Regions from separate parts of the Mus musculus genome. Here all the other regions are linked to region 1. Evidence: chromatin contacts called from public ChIA-PET and promoter capture Hi-C data. All regions are on one chromosome and are shown on one strand. The core of a region is the stretch at or near the end of the contact, and the rest is flanking DNA. Distances in the headings are between cores, read along the strand shown.

Region 1 (4,833 bases), core at 1,825-4,324:
TTACTGCTGTGAACAGACACCATGACCAAAGGCAAGTCTTATAAAGGACAACAGTTAATTGGGGCTGGCTTACAGGTTCAGAGGTTCAGTCCAGTATCGTCAAGGCGGGAGCATGGCAGTGTGAGAGTTCTACATCTTCATCTGAAGGCTGCTAGGAGAAGACTGGCTTCCAGGCAGCTAGGATGAGGATTTTAAAGTCCAAGCCCACACCTACTCCAATAGGGACACACCTTCTAATAGTGCCACTCCCTGGACTAGGCATACTCAAAGCACCGTACCATGCCAAGGGTAGTGCCATGGCTGGCAAAGGCTGGGCCAGTTCTCCTGCCCTCCTCCCCCCTTGCCCCTCTGCCCTCCTGCCCTCCCACCCTCCTGTCCAGCTCCTGCCCAGGCGAGGGGTAGAGTCAGCTCTCCCTAATGAGCGTCTTCTTTTTTAAACTATTATTTACCTTCTGTGTATGGGTGTGTTGCCTGCATGTATGTCTGTGCATCAGACATGCACTGAAATCAGAAAAGGGTAATTGGAGCCTGTGGAGCTGGAGTTCCAGTTGTTAGCAGCCATTTGGGTGCTAGGAATGAGTCGTGGGTCCTCTTAACTGCTGAGCTGTCTCTCCAGGAATTCCCAGTCCTTTTTTGAGAGAGGGTCTTACCTTGTATCCCTGACTGACCTGCAGCTCCCAATGTAGGCCAGTCTGGCTTTGAACTCTACCTGCCTCTACCTCCTGAGTGCTGGGGTCCTGTGCACTAGGAAGCCCAGTGCTAGGCAGTATTAGGAAGGTTGAAAAATACTGCTTTGGGGGATCTTGTCTAGTTTTAGTTGGACAACCCTCCTGTGTTCCTTTTGGAGAAATAAAGATCCAGAAAAAGTTGTCTGGGGGTCACAACCTAGAAGCTGCCTGTCTTAGTCAGGGTTTCTATTCCTGCACAAACATCATGACCAAGAAGCAAGTTGGGGAGGAAAGGGTTTATTCGGCTTACACTTCCATACTGCTGTTCATCACCAAGGAAGTCAGGACTGGAACTCAAGCAGGTCAGAAAGCAGGAGCAGATGCAGAGGCCATGGAGGGATGTTCTTTATTGGCTTGCCTCCCCTGGCTTGCTCAGCCTGCTCTCTTATAAAACCCAAGACTACCAGCCCAGAGATGGTCCCACCCACAAGGGGCCTTTCCCCCTTGATCACTAATTGAGAAAATGCCTTACAGTTTGATCTCATGGAGGCATTTCCTCAACTGAAGCTCCTTTCTCTGTGATAACTCCAGCTGTGTCAAGTTGACACAAAACTAGCCAGTACACTGCCATGGCTTAAAATGATGGACTCAGAACAATTCAAGTCTTCTGTGAACAACTTTGGGGCAGAACAGGCAAGTGAGTCAGGAGAAAGGGGATACTTTGTAATTAGTGCCTGCCCACATTTCTTTTTCTTTTCTAAAAATTCTTATTAGGTAGATTTATTTATTTTATATTATGTGTGAGTGTTATACATGTATATGGGTCTGAGCACAGACCCCCCTGGAACTTGTTCATTAGGAATGGCTGTAAACCCCATGCGGGTGCTAAGAATGGAACCCAGAGCCTTTGCAAGAACAACTAGTGCTCTTAACCACTGAGCCATCGCTCTCCAAGCCCTATTTTGCTTTTTTGAAACAGGGTCTCACTATGTAGTCCCTGTTGGCCTGGAGCTTGCTATACAAAGCAGACTGACCTCCAACTCACAGATTTTGCCCACCCCTTCCTTCCCTTCCCTCCTTCCCTCCTTCCTTACCTCCCCCTTCCTTCCTTCCTTCCTTCCTTCCTTCCTTCCTTCCTTCCTTCCTTCCTTCTTTCCTTCCTTCCTTCTTTCCTACTGGAATTGAAAGTGAGGGCACCGTGCCTGACACCTGACCACATTTCAAAGCAGTGTAAGGCATCATGTCTGCCTTGGGAAACCCAAAGGGTGTACCCCATCTTTTAGAGTTAGGAACTGGACTGTTATTGACCATACAGGAAGAGCCATTGGCCACTCCACTATTCCTGACTGTTAGTGGCCCTGATCTTACCTTTGGAGAAATTACTATATCTTCTGAGCCTTCTGGATGGCCAGGGGGTGTGTGTCTTGAGGTTGAATGACATGTCCAGTGATAGGAACCCTGGCCTTGTCCTTGTTTCTCTTTTTCTATAATCCTTTTCACCTGGGATGTCTTTAAATCTACCCTTGGTCAGACTTTTGTGCAAATTTCTTTCCACACAGGGACAAAAGCTGTTGATAGGTAGTAGGGACTGTGGTGCCCCAGGGCAGGCAGCTTTTTAAGTTCCAGAGCGCTGAGAAGAAATTGCAAGCCCTTTCCCTGGCTATGTAGGCTCAGTTCCCATGCTCTATCACCTACACACACACACACACACACACACACACACACACACCCCTCAGAACATCAAAAGTCTTTCCTACTTTGGAACTTTTATTTGGCTCCTCTCCCAACACCCTTTTTTTCTTCTCCAAAGTAGCCCAGCCTATGATTCAACCAGCTCCTCACTGCTTCTGTGGCCCTTGCTACATTTTTATTTCTATGACATTTATTTTGTATGTGGGGGACACGACTTAAAAGGAATTGGTGACATCCTTCCTTCATGTAGGTTCCACGGATCGAACTCATTTATTTCGTTGGGCTTGACATAAAATAATATCGTTACCTATCTAGTTTAGTATATATTCTTGTGACTCAACAAATATTAAATTAAATTCAAGAAAGACCTGATTTGGCTCAATAAGTCTTAGTTAAGTGTATAAGCCATTCCCTAAGGTCTAAACACCGCCGCTAAGTCAGCGTAGCCTGAGACTCAAGAACTCAGCAGCTGAAAAATCTGTCCTTCCTTTGGACCCACTTGTAATATTCAGTGTAGTTTAATATTTCTAGGATTTAAGCTACGAGGCTGTGAAGAGGAAAGGCAGACGCGGAAAAGAGGGCTACAGAGCTCGCGTCTGCGTTTTTTCTCTAAATCATCACAGGAACTCGATGTGCCCAGGCGCTTTTGCCCTAGTTCGCGCCGTGGCCCCTTTAAGGAGCATGTCGTGGGCAGAGAGGGCGGAACCAGGTACCGGAAGCTGGGAGCAGCGCTGGCCCGGACGCTTAGTGCTCTCTCTCTCTGCCTGGTTGTCACTGCCCGCTCTGTGCAGGTCCCGAGCCATCGGCTCGGCATCTCCGCCGCCCCCCGGGAGCCTGGCCCGTGAGCCCGCCGGAGCGCGCCTCTCAGGTCTTCCCGCGGCCCTCTGAGGCTTCGTCGTTCTCTCTAGGCCGCGGGTCCGCATCTCCGTCCCTGGCGCTCGGCGACTCCCTGCACTCTGAGCTCTGGCGCTGGACAGCTTGTCACCCGTGGTCCCCGGCTCAGGTCCCCGTTATCCCTCCCCTCCTGGGCTGCGCTAGGGGGCGCGGTCCGACTCATCCCCGCTTCGGCACGGAGCGTCTCCACAATGGCTTCCCTTTAGGTAGAGAACAAGCAGTCTAGGCCAAGGGGTCTAGAGAGGATGGTGACCCCCTGGCGTTTGTCTGTCAGGGTCTGCTTGTCACACTTAAGATGCTTTGAGTTCAGAAAGGAACTTGGGCATTCCAGACCCCTGGGATGCTCTCGCAATGCCAGACTATGTTGGTTTCTGCTAGGTACTTTGCCCAAATTAATCTCAGCCCATGGCAGTGTTGGAGAGGGGGCGCCTGGCAGCTTGTGCCAGAGAAAGACTCACTGGAGTGACCTGGCGGAAAATGGACTAGTGGAGAAGGTGGCCCAAGAAGGGCCTCTGGCCCGCGTCTTACTGTGTCTCCGCCTAGGGCTCCGCGCTGGTGTGCTCTTGGCGAAATTCTTCCCCCTCCTCTTCTTGTACCCTCTCACCTACTTGGCCCCTGGCCTCTCCACCCTCTGGCTCCATCTGCTTTTCAAAGCTACAGAGACCTCAGGCCCAACATATATCAAATTGGGCCAATGGGCCAGCACCCGGCGCGACCTCTTTTCAGAGGCTTTCTGTACCCAGTTCTCCAAGCTGCATGTCCAGGTGACCCCCCACCCTTGGGCAAGGACGGAATACTTACTCCAGCAGGCATTTGGGGAGGATTGGGGCAGCCTCCTCTTTTTCGAGACCCGGGAACCTGTAGGTTCAGGTTGTGTGGCCCAAGTGTACAAAGCGTTCGCTAGTATTTCCTTGTTGGAGGAAGACAGGATCTGGAGACTTGGGGAGCTCTCTGCCCCAGGAACCAGGGCCGTGGTGATGCAGAGAGAGCCCTTTATGAAAGACCGGAAGCCTTCAGAAAACCTTGCCGACGAAGCATTTCTAGAAAAACTGCTTCTTCCTAAAGCTGACCTTGGTGGGTCAGAAGTGGGTGTGTCTCAGGCTCCCTGGCATCTGCCTAAGTCAGATCACCTCATCCCAGTGGCAGTGAAAGTAAGTGCTCTCAGACCTTGCCTAGCACTTTAATCAAGTACCTACCCACTGAGCTGTCTGCCCCAGATCCGAAAGAGACCCTCGTGAGGGGCACATTGCTTTCTGTTCTAAGACTGAGTATTCCTTCTCCAAAAATGCTTGGGAATGGGAGCGTTTTGGATTTCATACGGTTCTGGATTGTAGAGCATTTGTATATCTTGGATGAGATAGCCTGGGATAGGACCCAAGTCTAAACACGAAACGTGAAATTCATTTATGTCTCACACACACACTCCACAACTTAGACATGTAGACTATAGGTCATTTCATGAAGTACTTTTAGTGCACCTGTGTAATGACCTTGCATCACCTGAGGTCAGGTTTGGAATTTTTCACTTGTCAGTCCTTTACCGGGTCAGATATTGAAGCATTTTGAGTTTGGATTAGGG
Region 2 (4,735 bases), core at 997-3,496, 190 kb after region 1:
AGGAGAGAAGAGAAGAGAAAGAGAGGAGAGGAGAGAGAGAGGAGGGGAGGGGAGGAGAGGAGAGGAGAGAAGAGAAGAGAAGGAGAGGAGAGAGAGGGGAAGGGAGGGGAGGGGAGGGGAGGGGAGAAGAGAAGAGAAGAGAAGAGAAGGAGAGGAGAGAGAGGAGAAGAGAAGAGGAGAGGAGAGAGAGGAGAGAGAGGAGAGGAGAGGAGAGGAGAGGAGAGGAGAGGAGGGGAGGGGAGGGGAGGGGAGGGGAAGGGAAGGGAAGGGAAGAAGAGAAGAAGAGGCTGGTCGTGGCTATGAGCACGTGGAGAGAGGGAGGAAGGGAATGGGAAGGGAAGAGGAAGAGCAAGAGAGCAAAAGAGAGCAAGAAAACAAGAGAGGGAGGAGGGGGCAAGCAGCCCCTCTCATGATGGTTTAGGCCTGGTAACTATGGGGAGGAACATACCTGGCTGTTGCCAGGTAACTGTGGGTTGGAGCTTAGACAGACCTCTAACAAGGTCTGTTAACAGCCATGACTGCTCCTAGGTATGGAGAGAGAGCATAGCTGGAGGTGGGGAGCTCTGAGAGAGTCCAGAGTGGACCTGACCAGACTGAGCTGTGCTTTGTTGGGAGAGGGGAGCGAGGGGGACCAGGTACAGCAGCAGCCAGGAGGCCCAAAGGTACAAAAAATAGTGGGTAACCGAAATAGTTGGACTACATAGGGAGGAACAGCTCAGCACCTAGGGCCGCAATTTGGGGTGGGGGCGGGGTACATCAGCCTGGAGGGCCTTGTAACAGGGAGGGACTAAGAGATGTCAGGAGAACCTGGCAGCCAGGGCTCAGTTTGATGTGTTAAATAGGCACCTCAGCCATTTGTCCTAAGTTTAAAACCTAACACCCCAGCCTTTTGTTGATAATAAATAGATAAGGAGTGATTTGTAATCTCCTCTAGGACTACTTCCTGTTGACATTGGGGCGTCCTTGTTTGGGGGACCAATGGAAGCTGGAATGCTGACCAATTCCAGGAAGAGCCGGCTGTTTCACTCACTGGCCAGGCTCTGCTGTCCCACCCGGGGCTAGGGAGTGCAGGCTACTTGGGAGCCGCCTGAGAGGCTGGATCACCTGGGGCGAGTGGCTCCGAAGCTTTCGGAGATACAGATTGTGAGGGAACATCTGGAGTTTGTGCTGGGGCAGCCAGCAGTTGATTTGAAATCTGCTGGGACAAATTGGGTAGTTTTGGAGAGAAAGTAAAATTTAGGGGTTTCGATTTTTTTTTTTTTAATCTTGAGTGTACATTTGAAAACTGGTAGTTGGGGGAGGAGAGTCCCAAGACCTGGAGAGAGTCCCACCCTAAGGAATGGTTAGTAGACAGAAAAACTTAGGCTGTCAGGATTACTTAAATCTGTTTGACCTATGAGACATGGATCCAAAATGATTCCCTGAAGCTACAAGAGTTTGTTTTGTTTTGGTTTGGTTTTTTGTTTTCTTCATTTTTCAAAAAGAGGCAAAGTTTTAGATATGTTAGCATTGCCACTGTTTGCAATCTGGACTGAAATTCACATTGTTCAAAAGGCAGTAAGGAGACTCATACTTTTGACTCGTAGCTTGGGACCCCACAATGATTTTAGGTTCAAAGCGTGAACACTCTTTCTTCTGTCCAGAAGGCTGGGTGTGGACAGGTCAGACACATGTTTTTAGCACAATGTGAAACATTTTTTTAAAAAAGACAACTAAAGGAAAATTTAAAAGTTAAGCTTGTGCTTAATAGCATTAGCATCAGCAGTGCTTTACCAGAGCCCGACTAATAGCTTATCAGACGCTGTTGATTAACGTCAAGGCTTTGACCTTTTTAAGCTTCAATATGGAGCGGGAAAGAGATCTGAAGCATTTTCTATACCTTAAATCACGTCCTTAGGCCTTTGTAATTCTCACAAACACTTCTTTAAAAGTGGCTGATAATTGAGCGGTCACTATAATAAAGCAGGCTCCTTTAAATAAAAGAATAGTAGAAAAGTTACCTTGAAACCTATTTTATGAATTTAGTCCTGTTTTAGAGTCTAGGGTCTAGAGCGAAGTAAACTGTTTAGTCTTTCTCAGCTGGACACCTAGAAGGTCCCAAGTGAGTAAGGGCTGAGACAGAGGAGCTCAGAGGTGAGAAGGCAGCTGCAGCCTTGGGGGAAGGAGCTGGTAAAGCTTACTGCTGTTAAAGGTACAGTCAGTCCATGTGCTCAGAGATCTGAGACCGATAAATTGCAGCTGGAAGGATAATCCAAATGACTATGCATCATTTAAATGACAGAGACTTCCCCATTCCCTAAGGTGAGTCTCCTAGGCTCTTGGTGGCCTTCCTAGTTTTACTGGGGACAGTAGTCACAGGTCTTCTGCTGTCATAGAGCATAACAGCTCAGTTTCAGCTGTCAAAACGGAGCAGCATGGGCCTTTGGCTGTCAGACCCAGGTCTGAGATTTTTCCTGTAGAGGAACTTGGGAAAACTGATCTTACTTTGACCAGGCAAAGTAGAGCAATCAACCGCAAAGTGTCCACAGTTTGTGTAGAGCCCTGGCAGGGGGTGAAGCATGGGGTGATTTTACCCAGTGATACGTGTAACCACAATTAGGGGGAGTTGCTACACCCTACCTTTCAGGTTCCCACTCAAAAGAGGCATATCTATTATGGGAAGCTTAACCATTTTAAACACCATACTCAGCAGGTCCCTGAAGAGTCTGAGGACCATCTATCTATTAAGTAGACCTGATTTCAGGCTTAACCTTGAAAATACATACAGGAGGTTAAATAAAGCTTGGCGCTAAACCAACAGTATACAAGTTAGTAGCTTAGCAAGGCAAGCAAAGACAAAGGAGCTAGACAAATAGTACTGTGAACCTGAGTAGACTGAAAGAACCTAGTGGGGAAACCCCCACTCAATTCTCGATTCGGCGTGCACCCAAGAATCACAAACAGACGACCATCTTGATGTAAAAGCATGAGGTAGTTTAATGACGGAGCTCCGGGCCGACACATATCTCCCGCAGGAGACAGAGGTGTCGACCACATGGTGGAGCCATAATGGCGGAGCTCCGGTTCGAAACGTATCTCACGCAGGAGACAGTGGTTTCGACCCCAACGCTTGGAGGCTAGGGGTTTTTATAGAAAAGGGGTGGGGCTGGGGGAGGAATTGGCGCGGTTTCACATGATTGGTCCATTTAAACATCAACAGACTGTCAGAAGGGCAGGAGATAGGGAGGCACTAGGACAGTCAGGACATATGACGACGGGCCTGCCCGGGCATGTCCTGGCCTGTTCTGCTATGTTCTCAGCCCCAGGTTTCAAAGCTCACAAACAACTCTTTGGGCTATTTGACATAAATTACATGAATCACATGTCTCAAGTTTTATTTCCTTTATAGACCTTAGGAGTTTATAAATTGATGCAGTTAGCAAAGGTATAAGTATTTAGGTTGAAATCTCTAAGTGGGCTCTTGTTAATCATAGAAAAATCCATACCAATGCAAAATAATTTGGAGACTTGGATGTTCCCTTTGTCTAAAAAGAGGTACAGTGACAAACTAAGTCCTCAGTAGGACTGAGAAATTTTATAATTGTTCCTTTATACCATGTGGTCATCTTAAGATAGGGAAGTCACGCGGCACGTACCCTTTAACCTTAGTAAACATGGCTGACAACCATGTGGTTGGTGTTTAAAAATATCTGTTTTAAAAACAAGAGTTGACACATAGCATGCACTCACTGATAAGTGGATATATTAGGCAAAAAGGTCGGAATACCCAAGATTCAACTCACAGACCATATGAAGCTCAAGAAGAAGGAAAATCCAAGATGTGGATGCTTCTGTCCTTTTTTTTTTTTTTTTTTTTTTTTTGAGACAGGGTTCCTCTGTGTAGCTCTGCCTATCCTGGAATTCACTCTGTAGACCAGGCTGGCCTCGAACTCAGAAATCCACCTGCCTCTGCCTCCCAAGGGCTGGGATTAAAGTCGTGCGCCAAGAAGTGCTTGCTGACAGGAGCCTGATATAGCTGTCTCCTGAGAGATTATGCCAGAGCCTGACCAATACAGACACAGATGCTCGCAGTCATCCATTGGACTGAGCATGGGGACCATAATGGAGGAGTTAGGGCAAGGACTGGAGGAGCTGAAGGGGTTTGCAACTCCATAGGAAGAACAACAATATCAACCAACCAGACACCCTCTCCCAGAGCTCCCAGGGACTAAACCACCAACCAAAGAGTACACATGGAGGGACCCATGGCTCCAGCTGCACAAGTAGCAGAGGATGTTCCTTATCTGGCATCAGTGGGAGAGGAGGCCCTTGGTCCTATGAAGGCTTGATGCCCCAGTGTAGGGGAATGCTAGGGCAGTGAGGTGGGAATGGGTGTGTGTGTGTGTGTGTGTGTGTGTGTGTGTGTGTGTGTATGTGTGTGTGTGAGAGAGAGAGAGAGAGAGAGAGAGAGAGAGAGAGAGAGAGAGCACCCTCATAGAAGGTGGATAGGAGGATTGCAGAGGGGAAACTGGGAAAGGGGGATAACAATTGAAACGTAATTAAGTAATTGAAATGTAAATAAGTAAAATATCCAAGAAAAAAGAAAAAACATTATCAGTGATAAGGTTAGGTTCTAATCGCATATTATAAATTCTCTCGGGCTGGTGAGATGGCTCAGTGGGTAAGAGCACCCGACTGCTCTTCCGAAGGTCAGGAGTTCAAATCCCAGCAACCACATGGTGGCTCACAACCACCT
Region 3 (4,806 bases), core at 1,389-3,888, 230 kb before region 1:
TAATGCTGTCCCTCTGGAGCCGCCCCTCAAACAAAGCAATACACTCCCAAGCAAGCTTTTAAACAGGTCCACAAAGCAAGGGAGATGACGAGATGACGGTTTCCTCCCCACACAAATAAAACCATGTGATGACAGTTCCCAGGCACTCAGAGCTAATCACAGATCTCTCCATGGCTGGCCACCGACTCTGGGCAAGTGCCTACCTTCAAGAGATCAGGAATCAAGGCAATTACAAAGGAATACTCACGGCTATACCCAACAAGGGACCCGACGGCCAGGAAGAGGCTGAGGGCCAGCACAGGTGCTCTCTTCTGCAGTACGTCAGAGATGAAGCCTAGCAGAGTCCCACCTTCAAGCACAAAGCACACGGTCAGTGGAAAGCAGCTGTGGCTGGGCTCAGCTGTCTGAGACAAGCCCCTCGGGGGACAGATACAGCTGGTTCTCCCAAGTGTCCCCACCACAGTGGCTGCCTATGGACAGGACACCACAAAGTAAGAAAAAAGAAAACTACCAAAACCATCAATATCATACTTACCACTTTCCCTATCAAATAAAAAACAAACTGATTCCCCTGGATTTCCTCATTTGAACTTAAAGCATGAAGAACTGAATCAAGTGAGCCTGCACTTGCCGTCCCCCTGAAGTCTGGAACAGAAAGATCACAAGCTTGAAAGCAGCCCGGATGCCTAGTGTGATCTAGTAAGGCTCAACCTCGACAGCTAGTTTAAGGAAGAGCCCTTGAGCTGCCGCTCCAAACCCACTTCTTTCGCTCTGCACCAAGATGCCTTTAACTGTGGAAGATACAGAAGTATGATCAGGTCCCAGGGCGTCTACATTACCTTTGGCTCTAGACCTAAGACTACCAATAGCCAAGTTCAAATATAATATCAGCGTGACACCTAAGAGCCTTCTGTGCTATTCCTGTGTTCAGGGTAGCTTGGCTTAATGTGTAAATACCACAGACAGAGATGTTAAGGTGAGGCCACAGTGTATAATCTGTTGGTCTTGCCTAAGGGTTTATTATTTCCTCATTTGTATTTCTGGCTACATCGCAAAGCCACTGCTAAAATCTGTTATAGAACTAGGGTTATAGTACATTTCCTAACCCAGGGTTCAATCCCTAGCCTGGAAAATAAAATAAATCTGTTGTATCCAGCAAACACAGACAAGAAAGGAAAGGGAAATCCTTCTGTTTGCCCTTCCTCTGGTACCTGACAATCTACACACTAAGGTGCTATGTTTGCTTCCTTGGCTGGAGATAGCGGGACAGTGGGAGGAAGCCAAAATGAACACATTCCTACTCCATCTTGAATCTCTCACAAAATCAGCTTCAAAGCCAAGCCATCCCTGAAAGCACACAAAGGCGCTGCATTTAAAGAGATTTCCAAGTGTTCCCAGGACAAAAGAGCTGATCCATCACCCGCAGACTAAGAGAAGACAGCCCCTATAAACCACAGCCTGTCAGTCTCAAGCTGGCCCTCTTCCTTTGGACTTTTTGTTCTCACAGAAGCTGCGTGTTTACTGGTAGGACGGGTTGGGAAAGACGGCTGTGGAGCAAGCAATAAAACTTCAAATGAGATTTCCTAACTCTGAAAGATGGCAGGCGACTAACCACGCGGAAGGAGAGGCACACATGCGTACCTATGATACCTCCGACGTCGTACCAAATGGACAGCTTGTCAGCTTCGGCTTCCTTCCACCCGAAGTTGTTACTCAGATAAAAGGGCAGCCAGAAGAAGAAGGAGTAGTTCACTAGCTTCAGGCAGGCGTAGGCCAGTGAGTACTGCAGGAGAAACCACAACTGTCAACAAGCAGCATACAGCACAGCATGGGGTCCTCCCTGACCTTACCCAGAAGCCCTCTTTCTTTACTTCTACTGGTTTCCAAAAAAAGAAAGGAGGAAGGAAGGAAGGAAGGAAGGAAGGAAGGAAGGAAGGAAGGAAGGAAGGAAGGAAGGAAGGAAGGAAGGAATTATGCACAGCTTTTTCTTAACTACCCCCAGTTTCTTCTTCTATCATTTCTCTGGTAAAAGCAAGGCAGTGTTTGAAACCCAGAAAGCAGTACACACTGTACCCACGTTTCTTTATTTAGACAAAAGGTCCCTGGTGTTCATGCTTCCAACCACCATCAGCCACAGGCAAATTGGCCTAGCAAACCTCAGCTCATCTTGCTGGCAGCCAGGCTTTCTTGGTTCTCTCCCCGCAAATTTAATTCTGCAAACTACGGAGAGTTAATGACTCAGTCACAGACAGAAAGACATCTACCTGTGGACCACATCCCACAGAAAAGAGCCTTTCTGGAGGGCCAAAAAGAAAGAGCTATGGTTTCCACTGGCCTCTGGCTCTCTTCTGAAAGAGCTGCCTTAAGTGGGTGATGGCTGAGACTCCTGTACTCAACACATACATTATTACCAGGAAACCCTGACTATTAGCATCAAAGGGAAGGCAGAGGAAGAGGGCGGACTTCAAAGAGTGTCTGGCTAGAACTCCTGCACCCCACCCCCACCCCCACCCCAGTGCCAGTGATTTCCCAGGTGCCACTTGTTTTAAAAGTGCTTCCCTGGCAGGCAGGGTAGCAGACACCCCGTAGAGAGCCAAATCCTGACCACCACAGCTCTCAGCCCAGAAGCCTGCTACAAAGACAAAGGCTTAGCTAGACTTCCTCTCCACCCTGCCAGTGCCAGAGAACAATGGCTTAGGAGTACAAAGGAGCCAGCAAGTAAGTTTCTTGTTTAGCCACAACAAACTGAAGTTCTGTCTCTACCAAAACAACTGCTGGTATAATATTTTTATAACCGAAAGGCACTATGTTCATAAGAACAGGACTACAAGGGCCTAAAGGAACCAGAGTTTCCCTATCTCTATCTCTATTTCCCTATTCCCTAGCTCTAAGAATTAGAGAGTGTTACACTTGACTGACTGCCTGTTCGTAGGGTTAGTTTTTTAGCAGAGAGGCAGAGGGCAGAAGAGAGCTGGGAGGGACAGAGTAGGATGGCTGCAGACTTGCATCATGAAATCAGATGCTTTGTGAACTATACAATGAGCCAGGCAAGATGGGTGCCATCTCCATTCCCTGGCACTGAGACACAAGGATGGGTTGGGAGACTTATCCAAGTCTCACAGAAAGTTACTGGGCAAGCTGCAAACACAACCTAGGCCTCTTAACTTCCACTCCAGTGATAGGACCCCCAAAACATGAAGACAGACAGACTGCAGCAGCAGGAGGGGCTCCGCTCAGACAGAGTTGACCTGGACTGCAAAGGTTGTGGAAATGCTGGGATAAATTACCAAGAAATCCTTGTGTACTCTGTCCTAGGACTGGGCAACTCCCTACTCCCCAGAATGATCAGAATTCACAAATAGGCAGATGATGAACCATTCAAAACCCCTCTTGGTCCAGGTAAATCTGAGAGATCAAAATATTTAAAAACTTGTTAACTGTGCCTTGGCAGTTGCATGATGGATCAGCATCAGCATGTTCACGAGTCACGTCTGGACATGCCCGCCCAACCCCTGTTGTCTGAAGCTTCTATATGTGACAGGGTTTCCATGGCTACCAGGGAAGCTGACAGATGCTACACAACCACCTAGGACTGCATCAGTAGACAGTAGAAGGCAGCGTGCTCCCCACCCAGCACAGCACTGAAGGTACCACACCCGGCCAGCTGTGGAAGGAGACCAGGGAGTCCTTACCGGGATGACCCCAGGAAGGCAGCAAGCCTGATGAAAGCTTATGGCCTTCACTTGGACGACAGCCCTGTCCTCCTGGATCGAATAGTTAGGCTCATAGTCATCTTCATTTTCAGCACCATCGATGAGTGGCCTCTGTGAATCTTCTTCCGAGCTCTCCTCTGCCCCGATACTCGGGAGACCTAGGAGAGTATTAACAGCGGCCCTGTACAGACACAGCCTGTGTGCCTGGCCTTCCGAGGCTCTGCACACATCACCACTCACAATGTTGATACTGTCCTTATTTTCATCTTGTAGGAGACCAAGGCCAACTATAGCCGACTGAGGCTACCAAGCCCATTCAGTCAGGACGAGCTGCACGCTTCTCAGCTCCTGAGGCTTCGCTTGTACACCCCACAGTTAGCCGTAAGAAAAGAGCAGACTGAATCGTTTTCATAAAGGAAAAGAATCCAGTCTCAAGACGTTACTCTCTTAGCCAGTGTCTCAGACATACAAACCATCTGCAAATGTCTGGTTCTTCCTGTTGTGAGAAGGTGAGCTGCACTCCTCTCAACTCCCTGTAGTGGTATAAGATGGGGCTGTAACGGTCAGTATGGACAGGGCCAAACTGCTCCTTTAACTTCCAAAGAGGAGTGTAATTTCATTTCCTGTCCTTGGACCTCCCAGCTCCTACCAGTAACATATTTCGAATAGAAGAGATGGCTTCTCCTCACCAATTTCTTCTGGTGACACTAGAAGTCCAAAGAAGATGATGATCCCACCAGCAAACTGCACAGATGCGGTCACCAGAAAGGCGTACTGGAGGAGAGGAGAAGTGGCTTTTACAGAGGTGGTCATCACAGCTATATTGTTACAGACACGCAAGGGGAGGGGTGGGGACAGAAGAGACAGGGAGACTGGAAGAACCCCAGTACTTTGGGCTTCCAGGCTGGGCACTGTGTCAAGCATCCTGCATGTGACTTCTCATTGCATTTTCCTAAGGACATGGTAAGACTCACAGATGACCACGGGAGTCACCTGGATACTAAGCAGCACTGTTAGGATTAGAAAATCAGGACAGCCCCCCAAATCTCATTCTTTTCATTATCCACACTCCTACAAAAAGTATCTGCCTTTG

What was found. Promoter capture Hi-C pulls out the DNA fragments that hold promoters and counts their contacts. ChIA-PET counts read pairs in DNA pulled down with a chosen protein or histone mark.
Region 2: a contact with region 1 is called in a promoter capture Hi-C map of trophoblast stem cells, with 3 times the contacts expected there. The contact joins the enhancer-like site here to the promoter of Adck2 in region 1. A contact is called at or near these places in 12 of 39 promoter capture datasets (the C10 cell line, the HPC-7 cell line, cranial neural crest and 6 more), 1 of 15 datasets of contacts at CTCF or cohesin (large pre-B cells), 6 of 484 Hi-C or Micro-C datasets (the AML12 cell line, the C2C12 cell line, CD8 T cells and 3 more), 3 of 115 datasets of contacts at active chromatin or transcription factors (embryonic stem cells, stem cell-derived neural progenitor cells and trophoblast stem cells) and 3 of 9 other capture datasets (adipose tissue, liver and pancreatic islet).
Region 3: an RNA polymerase II ChIA-PET map of memory CD8 T cells shows a contact between it and region 1, with 42 read pairs. The contact joins the enhancer-like site here to the promoter of Adck2 in region 1. A contact is called at or near these places in 9 of 39 promoter capture datasets (the 3T3-L1 cell line, 3T3-L1-derived adipocytes, embryonic stem cells and 4 more), 16 of 484 Hi-C or Micro-C datasets (the 3T3-L1 cell line, 3T3-L1-derived adipocytes, the HPC-7 cell line and 9 more), 3 of 115 datasets of contacts at active chromatin or transcription factors (embryonic stem cells, memory CD8 T cells and trophoblast stem cells) and 3 of 9 other capture datasets (embryonic stem cells, liver and pancreatic islet).

The regions. Positions count from the first base shown.
Region 1 is chr6:39,570,802-39,575,634 of GRCm38.p6, forward strand. Adck2 (aarF domain containing kinase 2) reads left to right here and starts at 3,075. Exons shown (of 8, transcript NM_178873.3): 1 at 3,075-4,405. The coding sequence starts at 3,500.
Region 2 is chr6:39,758,180-39,762,914 of GRCm38.p6, forward strand. No RefSeq gene overlaps it. Among named protein-coding and RNA genes, the nearest start is that of Braf, 35 kb to the left of the region's middle. Within about 2 kb of position 2,247, at least 17 of the 459 cell types and tissues checked have an H3K27ac peak or open chromatin away from gene starts, as enhancers often do. A contact at or near this core is called in embryonic stem cells and trophoblast stem cells, where this site is marked.
Region 3 is chr6:39,345,648-39,350,453 of GRCm38.p6, forward strand. Slc37a3 (solute carrier family 37 (glycerol-3-phosphate transporter), member 3) reads right to left here. Exons shown (of 15, transcript NM_028123.3): 8 at 4,403-4,487; 9 at 3,693-3,871; 10 at 1,642-1,783; 11 at 248-349. Among named protein-coding and RNA genes, the nearest start is that of Slc37a3, 30 kb to the right of the region's middle. Within about 2 kb of position 2,639, at least 101 of the 459 cell types and tissues checked have an H3K27ac peak or open chromatin away from gene starts, as enhancers often do. A contact at or near this core is called in the HPC-7 cell line, embryonic stem cells, memory CD8 T cells and 2 more, where this site is marked.